Regions from separate parts of the Oryctolagus cuniculus genome. Here region 2 is linked to region 1. Evidence: chromatin contacts called from public Micro-C data. All regions are on one chromosome and are shown on one strand. The core of a region is the stretch at or near the end of the contact, and the rest is flanking DNA. Distances in the headings are between cores, read along the strand shown. Region 1 holds the start of CTBP2 (C-terminal binding protein 2). Region 2 overlaps CTBP2 (C-terminal binding protein 2).

Evidence for each region. A called contact is a pair of places that touch in the nucleus more often than the background predicts.
Region 2: a contact with region 1 is called in a Micro-C map of ear pinna, with 2.4 times the contacts expected there. The contact joins the enhancer-like site here to the promoter of CTBP2 in region 1. A contact is called at or near these places in 2 of 6 Hi-C or Micro-C datasets (ear pinna and an unstated tissue).

Annotation. Positions count from the first base shown.
Region 1 is chr15:6,373,550-6,377,005 of mOryCun1.1, reverse strand. CTBP2 (C-terminal binding protein 2) reads right to left here and starts at 1,926. Exons shown (of 11, transcript XM_051833531.2): 1 at 1,623-1,926.
Region 2 is chr15:6,460,397-6,463,852 of mOryCun1.1, reverse strand. All of the region lies in intron 2 of CTBP2 (C-terminal binding protein 2), which reads right to left. Among named protein-coding and RNA genes, the nearest start is that of CTBP2, 87 kb to the right of the region's middle. Within about 2 kb of position 1,637, at least 3 of the 8 cell types and tissues checked have an H3K27ac peak or open chromatin away from gene starts, as enhancers often do. A contact at or near this core is called in ear pinna, where this site is marked.

The DNA of each region.
Region 1 (3,456 bases), core at 677-3,176:
CCTCTGCGCAACTCGCCCGGGGCGCCGGGCAGCGCGCGAGGCAAAGAAAGGCGCTCGCTCTGGGCCGCGCGGTCCGTCCGGCGCCGCGGAGGAGCAGGGGGACAGGGCGGCCGCGGCGGCCCCGCGATACCCGCGCCGCGCCAGGTCCCCGCCGCCCAGGGCGCGCCCCGGCCGGCCCCTCCTGCGAAACTTTTTCCTTTCGGTTCGCCCCACCCGAAAAGTGCGGCCCGGGCGGGGGAGCCGGGGAGGCGCGCGCGGGCCGGGCTCCGGGCGGCCGGCGAGGAGGAAGTGGTGCCCGCGGGAGCGCGGCCGGGCATTTCCTCTGCCCCCGCCCGCGCCAGCCGCCGCCGCCGCCGCCCGGAGCCCGCCCCGGCCCCCCGCCCCGCCGCGACTTTGGCGGGCCGGGCCCCGCGCGGCGGCGGCGGCCGCGGCAGATGTGGCCCGGCTGCCCGGAGGAGCCAACAATGCCGGGCCGGCACAACAAAAGGGTTCCACTTCGCCTCCCTTCCAGCCCTCCGCCGGCGCTCCCGGGGCGCTGCGGGGGTCCCCCGCCGTCAGGGGCCGCGCCCCCCGGGGGCCCGAGCCGCGCGCGCCCCGACTTCCCCGCGGCCCCTCGCCCCTCCGCCCTTCGCCTCGCGGGCGCCAGGCCCGCCGCACCCCGGCGTGCTCGGACTCCGGGTCCCCAGGGACCCGGCCGTATTGTCCCCGCGGCGCGCCGCGCGTTCGGCCCGGGTGGCCGGCGGCCCCCGCGCGCGCACCCACCGGGCTCGGGGAGCCGGAGCCGGGGGCGCCTGGGAACCCGTGGCCGCGACGCCGCCGCTGCGCTGCCCTCCGGACGCCGCCGCGCTCGGGGTTTCTTTCTTTCCTTTTTTTTTTTTTTTTTTTTCCAATCCTGATGGGAAGGAAGGTGACCGCCTACTTCGCATTCATCAACTCTCATCACAACAACAAAAATCCTGGCGCAAACGGCTGCCGGCGGGCGCAACCGAGGGCGGGGGGCGGCGGGCGCGGACCCCTGGGACGCCGTCCGCCCCCGGCCACCGAGGGGACACCCGGGGCCGGGGGCGCGGGCCAAAGATGTCCTCGGATGCCGGCTCCGCGCCCTTCGCCTCCCTCCTCCCGCTCCCGGAGTGGCGCAGTGAGGCGCGGGCACGGCGCCCCCCGCCCGTGGCCGCGGCCCCAGCCCTCCCCCGGGGTCCCCTTACCTCGTCCCGGGCCGCCGGCGTCCGCGGCGAAGGGCGCCCACCCGGGAGGCGGCGGCGGCGGCGGCGGCGACTCCCGCCCCTCCCACCCCACCCGGCGGCGGCGGCGGCGGCTGTGCGCCCCCCCCACCTCAGCGCGGCATGGCTCCCGGCTCGGGGCCTCGCTCCTCGGGCCGCTCCCGAGCCACCTTAAAATGACACACGCACACGGGGACACACACAAAAACTTAATCTCCCGGCCGCGCGCCCCTCCCCCGCCCCTCCCTCCTCCGCCTCCGCCTCCGCCCCCGCCTCTCCCGCCGCCCAGCCTCTTCCTACTTCCCCACCCAGCCGCCCCTTCCTCCGCCCACCGGCTCCCGGTCCCCACCCCGGCCCGCCCGCCCGGCCTCCGGGAGGGGCCGCGCCGCCCGCGTCGCTCACCCCCGGAGGATGCCGGCTCCAAGTTGGCTCCGGGAGGGCCGGTCCGGGGCCGCGCGCCCGCGGCTACTCCGCTCTTTATGCGTTTTCTCGGGGAAGGAGGCGGCGAGCGGAGCCCGCGGGAGGGCGCGCGGCGGCCGGGCCGCAGCTCAGCGCCGCGGGCTGCGCGGGAGCGAGGCGGGAGCGAGGTGAGGGTCGCCGCCCGCTCACTCCTCGCTCCTTTTTTTTTTTTTTTTTTTTTTTTTTTTTGGGCAAAGGCGGGGTCTCTCTTTGCAAACCAATGACACAACCCCACATGGGCCGGCCTCGCCCCTACAGATACTCCTCACTACAAATGGGCGCTCTCGGGGGATTAGCGGCTCCGCCAAAGTGCGCGCTGGCGCGGCGGGCACTCGCTGGCCCGCCCCCGGCCGGGCCCCGCCCGGAAGGCCTGCGGGAGGCGCGGGGGCCTCGGCGGCAGGGGCGGGGGTCCTGCCGCGGCCGCCCGGAGCCCAGCCCGCCCCTCGCCGACCCTCCTCCGCCTCGCCTTCCACGTGGGGCCTTGGGCGCCCGGCCACGTGAGGGGGGGACGCGAGCCCCGCGGGCCCCGGCCCCGTGGGGCCCCCGCCAGGCCTGCTGCGCCGACCTGCCCTCTTCCCGGCCCCGCGCCTGCAACTTCCTGCTGGGCCCCCGCGCCGGCCGCTTCTGCCTTCCCAGGCCCGCGGGGCCGGCCGCGGGGGGCCCTTGCGTTTCCCAAATCCGGATCCGCGAGACCGTGGCCGAGAGGCTGCGGGGAGGGGGCCCCCATGTGCTGGACCTGGCAGCGGCGGCTGCTGTCCCTGCGAGAAGCAAAACATCTCTACACATTTCTAGAAAAAAAAAAAATGTTCTTCCTGTTGCCCGGATCTCGCCGGGCTATTTTTAAAGCCTTGCCCTGGGTCGCAACCCCGGGCCTCGCGGGACGGCGGCGCGGCGGCCTGGGGGCCGGGAGTCGGGGTCCGGGGCGCGCGCGGCGCCTACGCAGTCCCGGACTCCAAGCCTGGAGTCGGGGCCTGAGGGCCAGACACGGCCCGGACTGGCCCCCGCGCCTGTGACCCGCACCGTCTCCGGGAGGGATCTGGGTGCAGGGGGAGGCCCAGGGATCCGCGGCGCTCATCCCACTTCCCTGGGTCCGCCCGCGCGCCCTGCGGGAGCCCGTGTGTGCGCCAAACTAAGCCCTTAGGCTCTGTGGGTTTAAGACCTCGCTGATAAGTGAGGACCTGGACTGAGATGTGCGCAGGAAAGGCATGGGGAGGGGTCTGAGGTCTGGCGTTAAGGGCCGCCATTCTGGGAGCCGGTGGCCGCCTTGGGGCCCGAGGGCTGCGTGCTCTGCGGAGCCGAAGCACCGAAAGCCGAGGTCCCGCACAGCCGAGCTGCCCTCTGCACCCTGAGGCGCGCAGCCGCGGGCGCTCGGCCTTGTTGGCATCTGCGAATCCAACCCCAGCTGGGGGTTTGTGCTCAGGCGAGCCGGGGTGCGGCCTGTGCGACGGGCAGCGTGGGGGGGCCTTGGCTTCTGCTGCTGGTCTTTCGGGAAGCAGGATTTCAGGCCCCCCGGGGTGGCCCGCGCGGGGCCCGGCCTTGTGCGCCCGGAGCTCCGTGCACGTGGGCCCGATTCGGGCTGGGCGGCCTGTGCCCGCAGCTTTGCCCCCCAGGCCCTGGTGCTTGTATCGTCCTGGGCTGTCCTTGGACCCGGGTCTCCGGGGCGCCGGGCCGCGCTTTCTGACTTTCCTGGGCGTAAACTGAGCAAACGTGTCTGCTTCCCCGTCTCACAGAGGAGCTCTGGTTCTGAGTGGTCGCAGAAAAACCACAGAAAGTGTGT
Region 2 (3,456 bases), core at 388-2,887, 87 kb before region 1:
AAGCCACGCCTTGGGAATCTCTCTTCCAGCAGAACGGGTGGGCGATGAGTAGCACTTCCCAGCAGGGAGACCGAGGCTTCCAGCTGCAGCATGTTCACGCTGAGACACCAGCTGCTCCAGCTAGAGGCCCCCACCAGCCCACAGGATTCCTCCGCTGGCTGAGCCTTCAGATGAGAGCCCAACCCTGGCTGACTCGTGGGCTGCAGTATCTTGAGGGACCCTGGTCGCAGCACCCTTTGTATTAGAACTCTTACGATCATCTGTCACCCAGCAACCAGCACCCACTGCAACCCCCAGAGAGCCTATGGCGCTGACCTCGGTCACTGCTAGGGCTCCAGTTCTGAGACCGGAGGCTCGGAACTCGGACATGGCCTGGACGTGTGGCCCCAGGTGTACAGGACCCACCAGGCAGGGAGCTCCCCTCCTCGGCCTCGCCCTCCACCCCCACCCCCACCCCCGCCCCCGCCCCCACCCCAGCAATATCCACAGGGGTCGCTGTGATTCTCACTCGTCCCAGATGCTTCCAGTGAATTCCAGGGCCACATGCAACACGCACAGAGTTCACTAAGGCACCCGGGGGTCTCCACGGGGACTCACGCACACCCATAAATCTGGGGAACATTAAAAAGATCTACCAGGGCCTGGGCCCCACATTAAGAATGCAGCCTCGGACGCCACCCTCTGCATGGAAATTCAGCTTTCTTATTCTTTGGTCTTTGAAATGCAGCGACCATTAAATCCAAGCCCTGCCAATCTTGGAAAAAGCGGATGCAGGTAAACATTTAAGGCAAGCATGGCCGTTTCTGTTTCTAAGATGGCAGGGACCGCATTGAGCACGAGACGCGGCCAGGAGCAGTCAGGAGCCTGCGGGCCCGGCGGCCCTTGGGGGCTTCTGACAACCCAATGCCTTCCAAATCTGACCAGCTGGCTTCAGAGTCTGGAAGCAAAGTAGCCAGGCGGGGCCGCACATCCAACTTCAGAAACCTAACGGCCACGGTTCATTCAGCTGCACCCCACCATTCCTGAGCAGCCTCTACAGACCAGACAGAAACACTCGGAGAACCCAGCACGGGGCCAACAAATAAAATCTGGCCCAGAAAACTCACTGCAATGAAACACAGAGGGCCAGGGAGACACACACCCAAATACGAGCAGGACTCGCTCTGAGGGCGAGACTCTGGGAAGGGTGGGACCGGCCTGGGTGGAGAGGGTCTCTTACACCAGCGGCCCCCCAGCAGGGCAGCCCTGCTGTCTGATTCTAGCAGGCGCTGGCCATCACACCTGTTCTCCAGGTGAGCCCCAACCACTCAGGTGCTGGCAGGACAGGGACTTCCAGAAGAGCCCAGAGGAGGTCCAAATAATCCCCTTGTTGGAGAACTGCCCAACCCAGGGGCAAGGCTCAGGGCACCTGCCTCACTCACAGCTGTTCTATGTGAATGAATTTCACAGGTGCAAACACAAGGCTCCTGGGGTGTGCGGGTGGGGGTGGGGGTAGCACCCTCTTAGCCACAGAAACCTCCCCCCCAGTCATCCCCAGTGGTGCTGCAGGAGCCATGGGGGCACCCACAGGGGTTCACCTCCCAGTGCACATGGCTCAGCCCTGACTTGACGAGCTAGGGTCCCAGCACACAGCCACACCAGAGCTCTGGAAAGCTCTCTCAGAGAGACCTGCTGAGCCCTCACATTCACTCTTTGTGTGCGGGTCTGCAGCCTGCACGTGGCCCTGGGCTGGCCTGTGGCCCCCACCCCCACCCCAGCTCCAGGGCAGCAGCAATTCTTTGGACAAACCCACTCTGAGGGCCTCGGACTGGCGGGAAGACTTGGGAAAATGGCTCCCACACAATCTGATGAGGCCAGCAAGCAGAGGCCCAGCGACACTCGTAAGAAAGAACATCTGTCAGTGTCACAAGGTCGGCAGGAAGCGAGTGGGGTTTACGCCGCTCCGATTGGCCGGCCCAGCACTCCTAGAAAGACACACACATGGCTTAACTTAGCCCTAGAGGAACAACAAAAAAACCCTTTCAATTGTCCTTGGCCAGCCCGCCTCCCTCCAGGCTCGGGGATGCAGCCTCCCCAGCGCTCTCGGAGCGCTCAGGGCCGCGGAGGCTCGGACACCCCCGGAGCAGAGAACAGCTCTCATGGGGTCCGCATTGCCTGGGGACAGATCTCCAGCTCCACTTTGTCATGAGAACGCCCGTGTTTCAGTAAATCCCTCATCATGAAAACCAAAACAAGAGTTTCCTTCGGAAAAACAGGAAGCCCTGGTACAAAACAGGGCTTAAAATAGGGCATTTCATTTGTTGCCAACACGCCAGCCCCTGAGCCTCTGGGCCCCTTCTGTCCACTGGCCAGCTCACCTCTCCCCCTCCTGCAGGACCTGTCCCGCCTCCCCCGGCGGCAGGAGGCCTGGTCTTTGTTATGCTCTGGTGTGGGTCACAGGCCAGGGGCCTGCTAAGGCCATTCCTGCTTCCTGTCCAGAGGGATCCCCTGGGAAGCCAGGCCCTGACCCCCGGGGGAACCAGCCCTGCTGCCTTCCATCAGGAGGCTGCTCCAGCCTCTCGGCGCAGTCCTTGGGAACCTGGGGTCCTCTGGACCTGGCTTGTGCTTCCTCGGAACAAAGCCCGCCAGGCACCTGCACTGACTTTCCACGAGGACCCCAGCATCAAAGCCAATTTCCCCAAAGACGGCGACCTCGGGACATGGCCCGCACCTCGGAGGGCCAGCGCAGGCTCAGCCAGCGGTCGGCCCACCGCATCCAGCAGCAGCCACTCCTCTCTGCACAGGGGCCGACTCAAAGCGAACAGAAAGTTCTGCTTGAAGGAAAACCAAACTACGAGCGAGCCCGGTGGGGTCTGCCGGTTTACACAGGAGCAAGTCAGCCGCACAAAAGTACACAAAGGATGAGACACACGCGACTTCCTTTAAGAAATGTCAGCGATTTAAAATCCCCTTTCAGGTGTGTGGACCACGGCACCGGGGAGCCTGTGGTGGCAACCACGCGATGCACAGCTGCGAGCGGTAACACGATTTCTCCGACAGGAGCTTGTGCCCACCACGCGGCCCTCTTTCCTGGCTCCATCTTCCCAGCCAACCGCCCCGGGGCGCCAGCAATGCTGCAGGTGGAGGGCCGAGCACCAGGACACCGCCTCCCTTCCCCAACTTCCTACCAGCTCCCAAGAATGCAAGGGTCGGTCCCCATTTACCTAGGCTCCCTGGGAGCCGGGAATGAGGGTGTCTGGGAGCTTCCGTTGGGTTTGGCTGACGGACCCTCGAGACGCACAGGCGGCACTGCCCTGTCCTGGACGCATCCTGAGCAGGGGTCAAGGGCCCCAGGCTTCTTCAGCGTCGGCCCCACATGTTCATCCCAGGGCCCCTTTCAGAACACATGTGATCGCGCAGCTGACCCACACCGCATTCCCCACAGCCATGCGTGCCAAGACACTGGGTGCTGTTTTT